Linked DNA regions of Drosophila melanogaster: region 1 is linked to region 2. The links are chromatin contacts, called in public Hi-C maps. All regions are on one chromosome and are shown on one strand. The core of a region is the stretch at or near the end of the contact, and the rest is flanking DNA. Distances in the headings are between cores, read along the strand shown. Region 1 holds the start of CG1354. Region 2 holds the start of Gga (Golgi-localized, gamma-adaptin ear containing, ARF binding protein).

The links. Hi-C and Micro-C count contacts between places; a contact is called where the count stands out from the background.
Region 1: a Hi-C map of the Kc167 cell line shows a contact between it and region 2, with 2.3 times the contacts expected there. The contact joins the promoter of CG1354 here to the promoter of Gga in region 2. A contact is called at or near these places in 7 of 107 Hi-C or Micro-C datasets (the Kc167 cell line, the S2 cell line and wing imaginal disc).

What each region holds. Positions count from the first base shown.
Region 1 is chrX:9,775,569-9,780,545 of dm6, forward strand. CG1354 reads left to right here and starts at 3,174. Exons shown (of 6, transcript NM_167202.4): 1 at 3,174-3,241; 2 at 3,300-3,345; 3 at 3,484-3,674; 4 at 4,673-4,733; 5 at 4,943-4,977. The coding sequence starts at 3,494.
Region 2 is chrX:9,597,516-9,602,523 of dm6, forward strand. Gga (Golgi-localized, gamma-adaptin ear containing, ARF binding protein) reads left to right here and starts at 3,515. Exons shown (of 5, transcript NM_132343.4): 1 at 3,515-3,661; 2 at 3,739-3,896; 3 at 4,566-5,008. The coding sequence starts at 3,625.

The DNA of each region.
Region 1 (4,977 bases), core at 1,924-4,423, 180 kb after region 2:
TATATATATATTTTTTTATTTCTGCCTTAGCGCATTGTTGTTTTCCCAGCTCATGATTATTATTGCGTTTATTACGATTTCCATTTTCGGACCGTGTGGCTGGAGGCGTGGCCAGGGAAACGCCCCATTTGTATATTTCATATGTTCGGAATACAAAAAAAAAAATAAAAACGAATTTATATATACATATTTTTTGTCCGTTCCGGTGTCAGGCTTTTTCTATAACAATGACACACGATCGACCCTCTTTGCGGCACCTTTTCCACTTCCTCTAATTTATACCCCAAAATTGATACCCCATCCTTTGAACTCTATGCCATCCTCATGCAGATCCTTGTCTTAGTTTCCATGCATGCATTTTCCCTCCTTTGCTTTTCTTATTTTCTTATTTTCCGTAATAATTCATAATTTCTTTCGGTGGCCTGCAACATGTAATTTGGCAGCTGATGCATTGATGGCACATCGTTATAAGTCTTGCAGCAGTTGCAATTTGCATGACGGTCGCGGTTATTAGGGAGGATGCACTTGACGTTGCCTCCGATATGGATATGGATGTGAATATGGCTACCACAAGTTAGTTAAGATCGTTATGCAAATGGTTTGGATAAAATAAAAGTGTGGATCGAGGAGAGTGCAACATGGAGAATGGGGGAGGATCAAAGAAGCAATCCGATGCCGAAGATAACTGAAGATAAGTTAAAATATCTGATTTGTAAAAGTTTGATCGAAAAACGAATTAATAAATAAAGAGATTACAAATAAATACTAATACTAATACTGAATAAATAAAAAAGAATTGTCCAAAAATGTAGTTAAAATCGAATTCTTTAAATTCTTTTTAGTTTATAATTCAGTGTACGTTTGGTTTTTGCTATTTGTATAAACAATATCAATGAAATGTACCTTTTAGTTCCAAATATTTTTAAACATGTTTTTTTCAGGCTTGTCTAGATTAAATTGTTATATTTTTACCTTTCCACCCAATTGAACTCCTCCACCTACCAAATGCCGCTTAAAGATCAGTCGAGTTCGTTTCCTAAGTCTTTTGTTTGCTTCTGAAAATTTTCCAAGCCAGAACAATTTGAATACGGACCACGTTATAATTAAAGGCAATAAAAAAACCAACCGCCAAATGGTTATAAATATGAATGGCTTGCTGTTGTTGGTTGTTGTATTCGTTTTTGCCACTTTTCTAGTTGTTTTTTTTTTTGTGTTGCTTTCTGTTACCACTTTTTTAATTGGAGCAACAAGCTGGAAACGAATGAGCTTGGCTCATTGAAACACGCTGCCGATGTTTTATATGCATTCAGTTCATTTCTGTTTGATGGCGTTCGTTTCCACCTGCCCCCGCGGCCACGCCCCCAATGCCCTGGCCACCTTCTTTCACATTTTTTTTTCTTTTTTTTTTTGTGGCCACGCCCCGCGCGTAATGTGGGTGCGAATGGGAGTGGAAATCGAGATGCGTGGTGGCTCGTTGGGCTAATTCCGCGGGAACCGCAATTAGTCAGTCATATGTATACAAATTTATGAGGCCCCAGCTACGTGCCCCATTCGCGTTCTTTTGCCAGCGACCGTATGCGGGCACCATTTTCTACCCGACTCCAATAATTAAGTGCAATAAAAGGCAATTAAAAGTCAGCTTAATTAACCCAAACAACAAATAATATGCAAAATAAGCCGGCTTAGCGTTAAATAATCATGCTGGAAATTGAATAACTTTTGGGCGTAGCGCAGAGTCCTTGGAATTGTGTCGAAAGTTGTATATATTTAATAATGAAACATTTCTGGGAAATGTGTGAAAATGGAACTTTGCTGCGTATTGTTAAATATTTTTTCTTTATATGTGGTCGAGATTTCATTCTTGATGCACTTGTGTTTATTTGTAATCTAATATAGGAAAGTAAGTAATCTTAAATGCTGATTTTTGTTAAAATCGTTGCTTCATTGATATTTCAATAAACATACAAAACCAATAAGATAGTATTCGACTTTTGTAAAGGATCAGAATGCAGGTTGTTTATAAGAGCATACACAACCACAAATCGATCGAAAAACTTTCAATCGTCAGCAGGCGTGGACCTCCTGCGGTTTTGTGGACAAACATTACAAAGGTATTACATGCTCCAGTGGAAAAAAAAAGAATGAAAACAAAAAACGAAAAACAGTTGTCCAGGGTCAGTTGCAAATGGATTTTTAAACGGTCGGACAACCGCAAAGAGATGCCTTGAGTAAAGAAACTGGTCGAGGAGGCAAGACAGCGTGAAATTATAAGTAAGTTTTCTAGCACGCACATGATATTCGAATACTGAAAGGTAGACCGATCACGCATAACGGATCTTTTAATTAGGGCCATAAACGCGGGCCAGGGAATCAATCAAAGCGCATCGACCAACGATCCAAATCGATTGCCAAACAGTCGCGAAAGATCAACAAACCTGATTCTCAACCACCCTTGGTCTCTCCTCCTGACGACTTTTCGTTTTTCTACCCATCGTGCGGATTGCGTTTCAGTTGGCCATAAAGGCAGGGAATCGATCCGCCGATCGGTTCGCTAATTATGCGAAATTATTGATTATTGCGGGCTTTTCACTAAACCGCCAAATTGCGTGTACGTGCGTCGGCCCGACGACCTTGACAGTTAACTCGATCGCATTTACCTGAAAACCTGGTCAAAACTAAAGGCGTTGGGAAGAAGGAACACGACCTGTATATCTAGACAAAATTAAACCATCAAATTGATCGCATTGCTTTCAAGCCTTGGCAGTTATTGCATAGTTCTCAATAAAATAGGGTACAATATTATAACAGCAATATATTTCGTATATTGTGGCACTTAATTTGATAGAGTTAATTAGGAAGCAATATAATTATATAAAGGTTTTAAATAGGATAACCTTATTAACCAATTCGTTTTGAGCAAACCAGTAAAGCACAAGTAAACTTATGCCCGCACAACAATTATAATGTAAGAAGACGTCAAACCTGTTGAAAAATGCTGAAATTCCAGTGCGATAATAACATAGCCCTCGAGCTAAATTCAAATTACGCGCCCTGCCCGCTGGCGCCCCCTACCGCCTGCGGTGCTAAGCTACGACGCCCATTTCAACCGCCCGGGGGCGCTAGTCGGCATGCAACCCTGCGCGTCAACAGCTGACCGGCCTATACCCATCTCGCTCGCTCTCTTTCCTTCCACGCCGTCAGCCGCAAAAAACAGCGGACGCTTAAATTTTCGTAAATATTTGTAAATAACAGGGGCTTAAGTTCATTTGGCAATAACTAACCTTAACTCCCATCCACAGCTGGAGCTGAGTTCAGTGGACAGCATCCACGCGTTTAGTGAGCTAGGTGAGCTAGCAGCCGGCAATGTGAGGTTATGTCCGGCAGCATATAAAAATAGTTGACATCTAAATGCATATACATATATGTATTTACATACCTGATTAATCGGATATATGTAACTAACGACTTGCCATATCACCGCAGATCAACGAAGATGCCGCCCAAGAAGCACGACGAACCGGAGCGCAAGCCGCTGATCGGCAGAATTGGAACGAATCTGAGAATCGGTATCGTTGGCGTTCCCAACGTGGGCAAGTCCACTTTTTTCAACGTTCTGACCCAAAGTGCCGCCCCCGCGGAGAACTTCCCCTTCTGCACCATCAAGCCGAATGAGAATAAGTATTCCCCAACACACACATATATATATATTTATATATATATATATCTTTACATACATATATCTGGCCAATTACCAGGCGAACCTGCGGGCGGTGGCAATTTCCTCGATCATTGTAATCATCTCGTGGAATATAATTTTTATGCCGGCGATGCAGCAATGGCCTCCAGGAGCAACCGCCGCCGCTTCTAATTCCAAATTGCTCTCTCGACTGGACCTTCTAAAATAGCCACAGTGCAGCCTCGATAGGTAACACAAATCTCTGAGATTCGCAGCTAAGTGGGGGATTCAATGTGTCAGGAACTTAGATCTAAACACTATGCTATGGCTAGTATACCTTCTGGTTATTAACCATTTTATCATAGAAATAGTCTTCAATTGTAGATAATTCCAAATGTTAAAGCACGAAAACTTCAATTTTAGCAAACTTCAAGCTATAAGCATTTGATCTTATAGATTATCCTTACTATGTATCTCATACAGAGTGTTCTCATGTTTCCATTCCTTTTGGACTACAGAAGTAACAGATAGTTTCGCACACTTAACTCTATAAATTAGTTAAGAAACCATATTTGTATTCATTTAAGGCACCTTTAAAAGTTGAGCTAACCATGCTTCACTGTCCTTCGCGTTGTGGGCGTGTCGCGGCCTTAGCAATTTTATCAGATCCAGTTCCCAATATGCAAATTGCCCCCGCCTTCGGTTCGTTTCGGTTTCATTTTCCTGCGCTTTTTATTTGTGAGCGACTTCATTTTGGTTTCGCTGCCCCTTTGCGGATGGCGCAAAATTATAGAAAATTGCCATGATTGGCCGCCGATGCTGCCGGGCTACCAAGCCAGTCAGTCAGTCAATCGTTTTTGTTTTTTCATATTCTTGTATTTTTGGATTTCTGCATTTCTGCGTCCAGCCAAGTCATCCCGACTAACATGCGTCTTACCTCTTCTTTTCATCTGCTCCTGCTGATGCTGCCGCCGATGGCTTTTGCCTTACCCACACGTCGTGTTCCGGTGCCCGATGAGCGTTTCGATTACCTGGTGGAGTACCACAAGCCGGCCAGGTGAGTTGGAGCATACAAATCCATTGCATTTTAGTTTTCCATTGCTTGTAACAAAAAAAAACATATACCTGCATCACGAAACGCATTTAAAACGCGTAACAAGTTTCGGGACTTGCTATTTTCGTTATTTGCTTGCCATTTGCTTGTTAAGTTTAATAGAAAAGTTCTGCACAATCGAAAGTAATAAGTATTTAAAAAAAAAAAACTAGTGTGGTTCCTGCCTATTTGAACGTCGTGGACATTG
Region 2 (5,008 bases), core at 2,265-4,764:
TTCATTTTTTTGGCGATTTTTTGCAAATTTTGATGATGTTACCCCTTACAAAAAATGCGAAAATTGACCTAAAAATTAATTTCCCTAAAAACTTCAAAAAGTGATAGGGGTCATTAGCACTGGTAATTAGCTGCTCAAAACAGTTATTCTTACATCTATATGAACATTTTTAGCCAAGTTATGACGAAAATTCCGTTACTAAATATCAACTTTTTGGCTAAATCCGTTTTTCCGAATTTCGGTCTTCAAATAATCAGTTTTTCGGCCATAACTTTAAAAATAATAGCCTGAATATGGAATGTTATACCTCGTTAAGCTCGTAATTAAATTTCCAATCAAGCTGTGTTCAAAAATGGAAATTCAATTTTTTGACCATTTTTTGCAAATTTTGATGATGTTACCCCTTACAAAAAATGCGAAAATTGACCCAAAAATTAATTTCGCTAAAAACTTCAAAAAGTGATAGGGATTTTTAGCACTGGTAATTAGCTGCTCAAAACGGTGATTCTTTTGGTTATACGACTCATTTTAGCCAAGTAATGTTATAAACCCGATACCTCCTATTATAAAATCAGAATTTTTTCCAAGCTCATAAGTGATACTTTGATAATGAGTTTCGATATCAAACTATGTCGTAACTCCAGATGCTACGTAATACATTTTTCCAACAGGTGAACAAATCTGATATACTTCATATTTATCTACCCTTCGCGAAACAGTGTCGTGCTGAAAGATCTGGCTGTTCGATAAAGTCAATTCACCTCAATCGACGTGATTCCCGATCGAGTCCGATGGACGAAAGTAAAAGTGCAAAAGCCAGTTCGGCGATAATACGCCTCCATAGCCCCAAAGCTGATAAGAATTTTACGTGTGCGTACACCGCGACATGGGGATATATGGGGGAACTAAGTGCAGTAGGGAGCCCCTATTGTGAAGCAGTAATTAATTCATGTTTGCTATTTTATTCTCTGTAGTACTATCTCATCCGTTCTAATATCTATCCAAATCTGTCATTTTTTTGTTTACTATATCGGGCCCGGTATTGATAAAGCCAAGGGTTCATGGAGGGGGGTCTTATGTACGAAATTATGGGCAATCTGTTTGTCAAGTACCTCCATCCATCCATTCCTCGACGGGGCACTTATCAATTTGCAATAAACATATACATACATACATATGTATGTACAAATGGCGAAAAGTGTAAAAAATAGAAACCGCCATTGCATTAATCAATCGTTTCCCAAGAACTTTCCCTATCGAAAGGAATGCGATTGTTGTTTGCCCCCCCGTCCGATAAGATCTACGTTCCAGACTCCGGATGTGGCAATATTTTACTGCCCACCAGTGCAATAAGAAATGCGATTGGCGTTCGATAGTGCCGAGATAATAGCAGTGGCCTTCGGATCTCGATCTCAAGTACTTCACCTCAGCGGGGGTGCAATGGGCTATTCTGGGTATCACATTCCTAAGGCTCGACCAAAAGTACCAGTTATAGCCATTTTTATTGATCACCCATGTGATAATTGTAGTCATACGATGCATGCATACATAAGCTATTAAATGCATCGGTATCGGGTATTTATTCGCCAACGGTAACGGTAAGCCATCCAACGGTAAGCTTGATTGAATCGGCTAAGTATTTTGTTTGGCTACAGCAACGGTACAAAACTATCGCTAACGGCATTTTGTTTGCCAGAGATAACGGTAGACGCCAGCTGTTTTTGCGTGCGTGGAAAAGTTTGGCCGCGTCGTCGTCGATGGCAATCAATATCAATAATGGCACCTAACAAAGGGCCAGGCGACATATAGAGATACGCAGTTTAACTGCGTTGGTTATTCCAGCGGCTCGTTGATGGCTAATCAATGGAAGTTGCTCAAATATGCAATCAGCGGACATAACCTCAAAGGGCAAGCTCAAACACGCCCACGCGCCTAAGTAGACAGAGAGGGAGGTAGAGGCAGAGTTGGAGAGATAGAGAGAGGCGGAGATTAGGAAGAGAGTGTTGGAGAAATGGATATGGGCGAGATGGGAGGACAAAAAGTGTGTCAGTGGGCACACTCACACATACAAACACACGCGCGGAATCCTCTCGCAACAACAAATTGCGTGGGAGTGGCAACGGAATAAGTTGATAGAATGAAAAACCGGGAACGATTGTGTAATCTAGCAGTATAGTATAGTATAGGGTCCAGTCCACTACGTAAAACCCATGAGCATATGTATACATACTTATATGCATATGCCCGAGTATGGTAATCAAGGCGAACTTATCAAAGTCAGCCGCACGAAATTGCTACAAGGCACACGCCGTAATTGTTGTTGCTCGCTGGTCTTCTAGACCTCAGTGTGCGTTTGAGTTTTGCCCTTGAGTTTGTCCTTTTTGAGCAGAAGCGGCGGCGTCGACAGAGGCTTTTGTTATACGCGTCGGCGCATGTAAACTGGTTTTGGTATAACAGTTTTAGCCAGACCGATTGAGATTGAGAGAGCGCGCGAAAGAGCGGGCCCACACCGACACACCAACACACATGCGCAGGCCGGCGACGAGCCTCCTACGCGAGTGTGTGTGTGTGAGTGCCGCACGTGTTGCCAAACACAGAAAATACGATAAAAAAAAAAACAAAAAAAGAACGCAATAGTCGGGTGCCACGACCTTGAGATACCCGCCACACAAGTTATGCTGCCTAGCTTAAGGCTTACATATTATAGATCCATATTTAATGGTATATATTCAACCAAACTTCTGCATCTAAATTAGAAAATATAGTGTGAAATAACCATAGTACATATAGTGTGAACTGCTGTCCTGAAAATATATTGTAGCACACTTTGCAGCTCATGAGAAAAGAGAACGTCGCCTAAATGGATTTTTTATTAACTATGTGGCAACTTTGGATACAATTCCATTCGAACTGTCCAGTAAGCCTGTACTACACCACGGCTAATGGGTATGAAACCACCATGACCCCACCACCACGTGAACCGTTTGGGGCACCGAATTCCAGTTCCCCGTCAAGATGATGATGCAAGTGCTTCTAATTATAGCCAGCCAATTTCGTACGCCTGCGCGATGTCCTGGCGAAAGGTTAACTTAAGGTGAAATGGCCACAGGTTGCTGCCCACGCACACACAGCCAGCCCACGTGCTTGCATATACTTACATAAGATGGTCTTGTACATGCAATGGTGGTAGAAATGAATGAAATAAAAAGGGTCACTACACACGTGTATGGGGTTGCAAAAACTCATGTACTACGCATTTTTCAGTCAGTTGCAAAGCTGTTCGTTTGTTTTGATGGATATACACGAACATTTCGTATGAATTGCTTCTTCCCTAATTAAGTAAACTTTTTGAATTTAACGGTTAAAAACCATTAAACCATTAAAAACCAAGTGGCAACGTCGTGCACTCTTGTAAATCAAATTGGCATCACTTGTTGGTATTTCGTTGCAGTATAAATGACATTCTCAGCCACACGGCGACTGACCGGCGATAATATATCGATAGCAAAGCAAAGCTCGCCAAACTATCGATAGTGTCGACGGAAGAACAACAACAATATGTCTGATGTTCGAAATCAACGCAAATATTATTTATCCCCCAGTTAATATAATTGAGCCCGCACAATGACAACCGACGAGAGCATAATGGAGGAGATGCTGGGTGAGTGCAGCTGCCAATTCGCCCGCCGTAACTAGCATAACTAAGCCACTTTTTGCGGCATTTCGCCTGCAACGCAGAGAGAGCAACAAATCCGGCACAGAAAATCGACGAACTGGGCGTGCAAATGTTCTGCATTGTGGTCAAAAGCAACGCCCAATTGGTGCACAAGGCGCAGGAGATGATTGTGGCCAAGGTGCGATCCACAAATGTGACGGAGGCGACGCGAGCGATTTCGGTAAACGGTTATATTTTGCACTTTTCACCCCATTTCTTTGCATCGAACCCCCACATCCCCCTTTCACATTACCACCCACAACCACTTAACGGTAAAGGGGTATGTGTGGGCTATACACACGCAGCTGCACAGTGGGCGAAAAGCGCACACATACGCACGCACTTTTATGGCTGCGTTTGAATTAGCAACAACAATTTCGTTATCAATTGTTAATATTTGCGATCGAAATTGCGATTGCCTGGCCAACTGGGCGCAAAAGCAGCTAAAACAATATGCAACAGTTAGCGGTATTTGCATTTTTGGTATCCGACAACTTTCAAAACATAAATTAACTTGCATTATTACTAGTTTGTCTTAGTATTATTATTGTTTTTATTCTAGTTTTTCGCTTGCACTTGTCAGCTTTCCTAATCTCTTATCTTTGGTTTGTCACCATATTTGTTGCTTTATTTTTGTCGAGGAAAAAGAATTAGATTATATATCTTAATTTTAAATGTTTTTAACAAACATTAATATTTACAGTGTAAAATAGTTACTTTTTTTCATAACTTGATTGAGCAGAAAGTGACATCCATTAGTAATCAAAACACTAGTATTGGTAAAATTCCATTAAAACATGAGTAATCTAAATTAAAGTAAATGTTGATTTAACCCGTTAACCGCTTGCAGCTGCTGGAGGAGTGCATGACGCAGTGCGGCGACGACTTCCAGGACGAGGCGTCCAAATTCCGCTTTCTCAACGAACTGATACGCCTGGTATCGAAGAAGTACAAGGGCGCCGAGACGCCGCACGAAGTGAAGCAGCGGATCATGGAGTGCCTACTGCTGTGGACCACCGAGTTCCCGCAGCGTCAGAAGATACGCGATGCCTACGACATGTTGCGCAAGGAGGGGGACATCGAACACGGCACCACGGAGGCGGCGGTGGCCAAAAGGGAGAGTGTACTGGGCACTATTGACGAGGCCATGTTCGCCAAGCTGATCAAGAGCAATAATCCCGAGAACTTCAAGCGGGCCAATCTACTGCTGCAGTATCGGATGGCACAGGAGGCGCGTCGCAACGATCTGCTGGCCCAGCATCGTCTAGTCCTTTGCGAGGTGCAGGAGACGAT